3 separate regions of the Mus musculus genome follow, and all the other regions are linked to region 2. The links are chromatin contacts, called in public HiChIP or PLAC-seq maps. All regions are on one chromosome and are shown on one strand. Each heading gives the region's core, a stretch centred on a gene start, on an enhancer-like site or on the middle of the called end of the contact. The rest is flanking DNA. Distances are from core to core; before and after follow the strand shown. Region 1 overlaps Mb21d2 (Mab-21 domain containing 2). Region 2 holds the start of Plaat1 (phospholipase A and acyltransferase 1). Region 3 has its middle 14 kb from the start of Mb21d2.

Region 1 (2,700 bases), core at 173-2,672, 330 kb before region 2:
AACAAGAAGAAAGTAGCCAGGCAGTAGTGGTTCACGCCTTTAATCCCAGCACTTGGGAGGGAGAGGGAGGTGGATCTCTGAGTCTGAAGCCAGTCTGATCTACAGAGCAAGTTCAGAAACAGCCAGGGCTATGCAGAGAATCCCTGTCTTAAAAAAAAAAAAAAAAAAAAAAACTAAAGAAAAAAAGAAAGAAAGAGGTGTGGGACAGAGAGAGGGGGGAGGATAGGAAAAAAGGGAGGGGAGGATGAAGGAAGGAGGGAGGGAAGAGAGAGAGAAATAGAGAAAAAAGAAAAATCACAGAAGATATGAACTTGGGATGGTCACAGAGTAAGGAGCGTTGGGAGGGGGTAATGGTGGATAGACAGGGCAGAGATGATCATCCACTTTATACATGTGTGGAATTGTCAAAGAATAAAAACTGTTTTAAAATTTTAACCAGACTATATTCCCTTTACAGTTTTTCCTTTTATCCATAATATTTATTGTATTACATTTTAAAGCCATAATTTCTGTGCTATTCTTATTGCTTATTTCCCTATCCTAAAATGACTAAGATCTAAGACACCAGAAGGTCCATCTCTATTTTGTTCGAAGGAGCTTAGAATAATTCCAGGCACAGGGCTGGAGATAGCTCAGTCAAGGGGGAAAGAGCTTGCACCGCCTACATGGGGAGCCGGGTCCAATCCCTAGACTCCACAGGAAAGCCAGGCGTGGTGACTCACACCTGGAATTCCAGCTTTGGAGGAGGATGGCTGTCCAGCCTAACCCAGGATCAGGCCAGACAGAGACCCTGTCTGGGGAAACAAGGTAATCAAGAAACACAGTCTCCTGGTGAACAAGCAGGCCTCCATGAGGAATGATAATCAAGGCCGCCCTCTGGCCTCCTCATGCAAGTGTACACACGTGTCTATGCACACACAAAGCGATGGAAGTTCCTAACACGAAAGAGGCCTTTAAATATTTGCTGAATGAATAACTGAACTGACACCAACAGAACTATTACGTCGCAAAATAACTTCCTGGACTCCACTGAACCAGACTAGGCGTAGAGATACCATCTCATCTCCTGGAGGGCAGACATTACGATATATGAAAGGGCTGAGACGACCCCACGTGATTAAGCAGAGCCGCAGAGACTTAAATAGACACGGGCAGGGTGTTTCAACACAGACTGCAAGGGATCCCTCCCGTGGACTCTTCTCGTTGAGGTGCAAAGCTCTCAGACATGGTGTCCACCAACCACACGCCTCAGTTCCTAACCATGTAGGCTGTGTGTGATGACCTGGATGTGTTTTAATGATGGGTGTGAACACATCTATATTCCGGAGAAGAATGCTGCCTGCTCTCAAGTCTCTGCTCGCCTCAACCCACCCAGGTACACTTAATGTCTGGAAACCTTTGGCCTCCAGCACAGCCCCTCCCAGAGCTGATTCAGCTCTGCGTGCGGCCTCCTGACAGAGCAGGGGGAGCCCCACCCAGCTCTGCGTTACTCCTCTAGCCCTAAATCTGCTGCTCTATACAGTAACCCAAGGTGGTAAGAATCAGTCCAGTACTACCGAGTATGTCCCAGAGTGTCTAAATCACAGGTCTGAGCTAAGGAACCCCACAGTGTTTTCCTCTGGACCACCATGACTTTGCCACTGTAAGTCACATTAAAATACCTTGTATACTCTAGCTTCTGAGCTCATGGTGTGACGTTCAAGCGCATAGTCCGCAGTTGGACCAAGCTTATCAACCCACTGTCAGCTATGTAACCCGTTCACACTTTTTCCCTTATCCCAAATGGGTGATAACGGTCACACCCACAGAGTAGGGTAATTATGAAGATCAATGAACCTCTGGGAAATCTCAAGGACCTATGAAACACACACACACACACACACACACACACACACATGCACACACACTCAAAAATACCGCTCCTGCAAAGAAAAATGTGGTCAGTTACCAGATACACCAGAAACACCATGCCAAGTAAAAGGAGGCAGACACACAGGAGGCTGCGTATGGCATGAATCATAAGTCTAGTAGGCAAGATGTTCAGAAGAGAGGGATTCTGTCTTTAAAAGTCGACTAGAAACTGCCAGTTGTTGTTGCCAAGGCTTGCCTGGGGGGAGGAGAGAAGAGGATGCTAATCGCAGGGATGGATAACAGCAACGGACCATTCTGTGGCTATACTAAAGCTATTGTCTGGCGCTTTAAAATAAAGAGACGCCTTTAAAGGTAGTATTCTCCTACGAGCTCCAAGAGGGCAATATTAAAATCTCCTCCCAATTCGCCCTCAAGTGTCCAACACAAAGCAAGACAAACTGAATGTCAAATAAATCAAGTACCCAGTGACAGCTGTGGAGCCAGAGTTTTCGAGGAAATATCAACAGACTTGAACAGCGGAGCAGCTCAGAGGAACGTATAGCCAGTGTGGGCAAAGTTTTATCCAGCCCCAGGCGTTTGGGGTAGCGCCAAGCCAGGATTGATTCACTGCAGTTGGGGTCAGGGGCACAGTCTGCCAACAGTGGGAAGGATCAAAGCAGAACAAGGTCAAACTAGTCCAGGGAAGGAACAAACCTCCCCCATCTTCTCTTCCCAAGTCAGGGACATTGATGGCTCCTACTGCATGGGTTCTATGGGGCAGACGTACTCATGTGGTCTCTGCTAGGAATGTGAATGAACTGGGGGAAGGGGGGTTTGAGGGGGGCGGCT
Region 2 (2,700 bases), core at 116-2,615:
AATCCACATCCACAACCCTTATGAAAGCAGCTGCCTAGCAGAGATTTCCCTCATGTGACCAACACTTCAAGCCTAGCAGCTACAAAGCTTTTGTATGGTGTCTTTTGGTTGCAATCCCATGTCTGCCAGTGGACAAATCTAGACATGACTAGTTTTAGCAAAGTCCTGGGTCGCTCCCAGAAAAGCTCACGGAGCAGTCTGCCCATCCTTCCCAGCTTAGCTGGCTGGAGTTCCTGGGCACTCTGTTAAGCCAGGAGAAAGAGGATCCTCACCATTTCCAGCTCTATTTTTAACCTCGGCGGCTGTGGTTCTGAAGTCTGTCTGGCCTGAAAAGGCAGGATCGCTGTGTCATGAGTCAGGAGTGAAGCAGAGAACGGAACCTATTCTGTCCAGATCCAGGGCTTTTCAGGGCAGGGCAAGGGAGGGAACGCTGCCTCTGGTTCTTAATGAAGGCCAGCTCCATCCCATCCCAAGCTAGGTAATTTCCCCCATTTCCCCTGCTTGGGAAGGAAGCACCCTGAGGTCTAGGGAATGGAGGATCCCCATTTGCCCTATCTCCTCCTCCTCCTCCCCTCTCCTCATACTTACGTTGATTTTTGTCCAAGTAGCTAGTCAGTGTATCTTCTTTGACCCCCTGGGTTCTGGGTTCTAAGAAGGGCTATTTTGTGGGCACTCATGTAGGACTGTATGAGTCATGGGCTTTTCTAAAGCAATACATCTTCCACTCTTCGTTGAGTCAAAGAGGGAGAAGTTTCTTTGGAGTGCAGAGCAGAGGGAAAAAAATTTGTCCCATAAGGAATCGGTGTCCAGCGTGGACATGGTGTATTGTTTATCTATGAGGACTATCCCTAAACATTTCTGGACTCTGCACAAGACAAGCCATCCTTAAAACTGTAGCACCTAGCATGGCAGAGTCTGTTACCACAAAAGTTTGTCTCAGGAAGGTCCCGGTTGCTGGGAGAAAGAAACCAAGCAGGCACTGGGCTGGAACTGAGCTGTGAGCAGGCGATTTGTGTGTCTGTTACAGCCAGCTTGAGGGCTTCAGTGTCAGGTGACCAGTCTCCAAGGTAGGGACTCCCCAAGCAGGCTGGGGACTAGCAGAGGAAATGGGGGAGCCTCGACCTCTGGAGGGTGCCTAGGATTTTGGGGGTCCAAGTCTGTCGTGGGCACAGAGGTTCTGGGGGTGGGGGTGGCGATGGAGCCTGTTGTGTGCAAGGAGAATCCGGGGATCCCATGCCTGAGGCGTGCTTGGAGGATTTGGGTGGCGGGGAGGGCGCGGGTCTGGGCCGAGCTCCAAAGACCAGGGGTAGGCGCCAGGGACCCCAGGATGCAGTCTGGCAGGCGCGCGCCAGGAACCCGCGGAGGGATCAGAGGTGGCGCGGCGCGCGGACGCTGGCGTTGACGCAGCGGAGGGAGGCTGTGGTGGCCTTGGCTGTGGCCTTGGCCTCAGGGCGATGCGGATGGAGTCACCCAGGGTCTGCTAGCGGCACCGCAGCGAGCCCGTGGAGAACCCGGGAAGCCCGTCACTGCCTCCAGGGCACTAAGACAACCCAGCTTGAGCAGGGAGGTGCGTTGGGGGAGGGAATGGATGCGCTCTAGGCGCTAGGCAACCTTGTTTCTGCCCGTCGCAAAGTTCAAAGGTGAAACAGCTGCTGACTAAAACCCAGCCTCCTCTTTTTTTATAAATGGGAGCAGGAGAACAAGAGACCCTGCTTTCCAAGGCTTGGAAACTGTTGAGTGGCCGAACAGATACTGGAAACTCAATCTGCTGGGCAGAGCAGACTTCTCAGCTCACTGAAGTGACTACCAGAGTGACCACGTTTGTCTTAGATCCTGGAACGGGGGACAGTGATATTATCTTGGCTTTTAGTACTATGATTATGACTTGTGTTCTGAAAGCCGTGAACAGGTCTCGAGTTCTTGGCTCCTGTATTCATTTAACATTTACTAGGCAGGTATTTGTGTCTCTCTCTCTACTAGGAATGGGATGCCTAGAGATAAACAAGAAACAGCCCTCTATCTGGGAAAGCAGAGAAGGTCCCCAGACACCAGTTACTGACGCAGGTTCAGGAAAATAGAGCTTCAGGGAACTCAGGAGGTGTCATTATGGCAGACAGAGAGATAGTGGAGTGAGAGAGTGAGCCAAGATCTTGGCAAGATTAAGATGGAGTCAGTACCAGGGAGCCTAGGAAGAAACAAAGCATGGTTTTGATGCGATGGTTTATGATGAGTTTGTCCCAGAGTGAAAGCTCTTAGGTGCAGGGTAAATTCTGGGATAGGATCCATCATGCTCCGGGATCTGAGTGCAAGACACTCTAGACACACAGCATCACAGGAGCCTCTCCTCTCAGCGGAGCATGGCTGTGGATGGAAATGGGAGCCTATCTAAATTGGATGGAGAGGCTCTTGGAGGCTGGGGAGCCAGTGATCAGTAGTGAATATGTTTCACACTTCCACGAGTATTTTTGGAGGGAGCCAGGGAAACACTCTCCTGGGTATCCTACAAGACCGGCGGTCTCGTAGACGTGAATAGCACTCATGAAATGTCCCTATAACCATCTCTGTGCAGTACACTTATTTCTTTTGATGCCTCCCCAGATGCATCTGAGGTAGTGCAATAAACAGAGCAGTCCGTTTTTGTAATTGGAAAATGAAATCCTTGTACAATATTGAATTCATGCTGGCCTTCCTTGAGCACTA
Region 3 (2,752 bases), core at 120-2,619, 270 kb before region 2:
AAGCATAACAGGTTAGTCATAAGGACCTGACACAAAGACATTGGTTGCCAGGTAGTCATAACAAGACAGATGTAGCAATGGGTCATCATAATAAGGTAGCTAGAACAACCTTTTGAAACAAAGGTAGGTTTGCAAGATGGTTATTAACTTTTTGAAACAAACACATGGTTGTCATTCCTGGAGCAGGCAAAAATGGTACATGTACCAATGTTACAGAACCATTTGTCATTAAAGTCATAGGTGAGGTGTAGCCTACCTAATCCTTGATAAACAGGCCTTTAAGCCAAAGAGAGAGGCAGGATGGATATTCAAAACAAATAGCGAAAACCATGCAGCCAAAACCAGCCTGGAACTTGCTCTGTAGACTAGGCTGGCTTGGAACTCACCTCTGGATCCTCTTGTGTGCTAGGATGAAAGAATATGGCATTTTCAATGGCATTCTTTTTTTTTTTTTAACACCTCTTTACCACAACAAACGCTTATTGAGACTGTATCGTATGCAGTTTCCTTGCTTGACACTGAGGACACAAAAGATTCTTGTCCTACTGGATCCTACATGCCAGGTCAATCATTTAATCACAAACTGGCGTTATTTACTAAATTTAATCTCTGTCTGTAACAGCTTCTTCTAGAAAGCCAGATCGATAACACACCTACATGAAGAGATTTCGTTTTTTTAAAAAATTGGCTCATCGGCTGTGAGGACTGACAAGTCCAACCTGCTATACCAGGCAAGTCTGGAACTGGTGGGGCAGAAGCAGGCTGGGAACACATCACACTGCATGCTGTGTGATTCCCTGCTGCAAATCTCGGGTGTTGTCTTCAGAACCTCTCAGCTGGCTGAATATGATCCATCTACACTGTATAGGTCCTGCTCCCCACACTGAAAGCTGCACTCCTATATGGACTGAGTAACTAAACGGGATATCATGAAAATTTTGACAATAAAGTGTTTCTGAGCACAGAGCAACCAAAAGTAAGTTAAAATCAAACTCCTACTAAATTCCCAGTATTTGTAACAGCATTCTCCCAGGTTACTTCATGTAACTTCACTTCTCCCTTGGTTCTGAGCATGTAAGACTCTGGCGAGCCTTAGCTTACTGGGGACCCCTTGAGTGAACCACGTAGGGATCGATACAAGAAGCAAGAGGAATTTATTGTTCCAGTGCACTGGGGTCATCCCAGACCCGAAGGAGAGACAGCAACCCCATGCTGCTCATTTAGTGAGCTATTTATACAGTTTTCAGGGCAGCAGCCATTAGGCACAATGTGATTGGCAGAACAGTGTGACTTTTTAAACTGATTGGTCTTTAGGTGGCAAGAACTTCCCTTGTCTGAAGGTGGGCAATGGTCAGTCCTGTGGAATGTGTCCTCACCTGCAGGTTGGTCCCCGCCCCCCACTGTGGTCTGAGGAATGCTAATTAGCCTCTCCCTTAGGGGGGGAGGGGCAAGTGTTCCATGACTTTCCCAAAGTTCCTGAGCTAACCTTTTCAAGCACACAAAAGTGCTTTGCAATGAGCAGGCTTTCACACCTAGCAACACGGACAAACTGCTTGAAACACCCTGACTCAGATTTAAAACCATTGCCAGGATGTAATTTGTAATGAATATGTGATAGTTGCAATCGAATTTTATTTGGCTTTATTGAAAAACCAAATCATGAAACTTGCAGGAAAATGGATGGGTCAGGAAACTATTATAGTCCAGGCAATAACCCAGACTCTGTTGGAAAGACAAAAAACCACATCTTCTCTTTCCTATGCAGATCCCACAGTGTTTATTTGGATGTAATGGGTATGAGTGGACTATACTCTGTGGACCTGGAAAGGGGGCTGCAAGAGAGTATTGGACGGAGAAGAGGCTTTGAGCAAGGGATGGGAACACAGACAGAGCTTGCTCTAAGTGCCAGGACTCAGATAGGCAACCATCGCATGGTAAAAGCTCTGCTGTTTTAACTGCATACTCAGTTTTCTGCTCTTACAGAAACACAATGGTTTTGTTACAGAAAATAAAGACTTTTTAATATTTTTCCACCATCATGCCTCAGCATGTAAATGTCAAATTCATATATCTTTGGATGGGATTGGACTGACTTGAGTGTTTAATTTTAAAAATTGCTGTTTGATCCGCTAACTTTGGGTTTCATGAAAACTCGTGAAATGAATTTTGCCTTGGGATTAAGGCAGAATCTCCCACAATTTCCGAAATGTCCCTAACACATTTCTGCCATGTTTTTTATTTTGTTTTTTTTATGAGAAGCAATGTTCTCAGCATTGATGATTATAAAATCAAAATATCAATTAACTCTGAAAAACAACCTGCAGGATCAAATATTCAGCCGAGATTTACTTCTTTATGTAGAAATCAACAAGCACAACCGTCTCATTAGTATGCAAATTTGTTTTCATGTTTCATAAACGGTAAAATTACATGGATACTCAAGATTTGCCTTAGAACAAATTTCTTGGTGATTTATTATCAATACAGGTTTGACTTATGTACCTATTTTGTATACCTGAGCTCATGTGGAAATGCCTTGCATAAAAGAGGATCATAGCAGAAATGTTTGGGAGAGCATTCATGTAGGGCGACTGCCTTGAACTCAAATCATTGTAGATGTTAACTATGTTTACAAAATATTCATCCAACAAACACTTAGATTAATGTTTGACCAAATACCTAGGCTGATGTTTGACCAAATGCCTAGGCTGAGCTTCACCATGCTGGTTCTTGAAACTTAGCATCACATTGC

The links. HiChIP or PLAC-seq counts read pairs in DNA pulled down with a chosen protein or histone mark.
Region 1: an H3K4me3 HiChIP or PLAC-seq map of neural tube shows a contact between it and region 2, with 5 times the contacts expected there. The contact joins the enhancer-like site here to the promoter of Plaat1 in region 2. A contact is called at or near these places in 2 of 39 promoter capture datasets (embryonic stem cells and hippocampal neurons), 1 of 484 Hi-C or Micro-C datasets (the HL-1 cell line), 3 of 115 datasets of contacts at active chromatin or transcription factors (SST interneurons, embryonic stem cells and neural tube) and 1 of 9 other capture datasets (liver).
Region 3: a contact with region 2 is called in an H3K27ac HiChIP or PLAC-seq map of embryonic stem cells, with 3 times the contacts expected there. The contact joins the enhancer-like site here to the promoter of Plaat1 in region 2. A contact is called at or near these places in 9 of 39 promoter capture datasets (cranial neural crest, frontonasal cranial neural crest, hematopoietic stem and progenitor cells and 5 more), 8 of 484 Hi-C or Micro-C datasets (Sertoli cells, cerebellum, cerebral cortex and 4 more), 12 of 115 datasets of contacts at active chromatin or transcription factors (cardiomyocytes, embryonic forebrain, embryonic hindbrain and 4 more) and 1 of 9 other capture datasets (adipose tissue).

What each region holds. Positions count from the first base shown.
Region 1 is chr16:28,878,414-28,881,113 of GRCm38.p6, forward strand. The region is part of intron 1 of Mb21d2 (Mab-21 domain containing 2); the gene reads right to left. Among named protein-coding and RNA genes, the nearest start is that of Mb21d2, 50 kb to the right of the region's middle. Within about 2 kb of position 1,423, at least 56 of the 459 cell types and tissues checked have an H3K27ac peak or open chromatin away from gene starts, as enhancers often do. A contact at or near this core is called in embryonic stem cells, liver and neural tube, where this site is marked.
Region 2 is chr16:29,208,743-29,211,442 of GRCm38.p6, forward strand. Plaat1 (phospholipase A and acyltransferase 1) reads left to right here and starts at 1,366. Exons shown (of 4, transcript NM_001357092.1): 1 at 1,366-1,567.
Region 3 is chr16:28,942,057-28,944,808 of GRCm38.p6, forward strand. No RefSeq gene overlaps it. Among named protein-coding and RNA genes, the nearest start is that of Mb21d2, 14 kb to the left of the region's middle. Within about 2 kb of position 1,370, at least 4 of the 459 cell types and tissues checked have an H3K27ac peak or open chromatin away from gene starts, as enhancers often do. A contact at or near this core is called in embryonic stem cells, where this site is marked.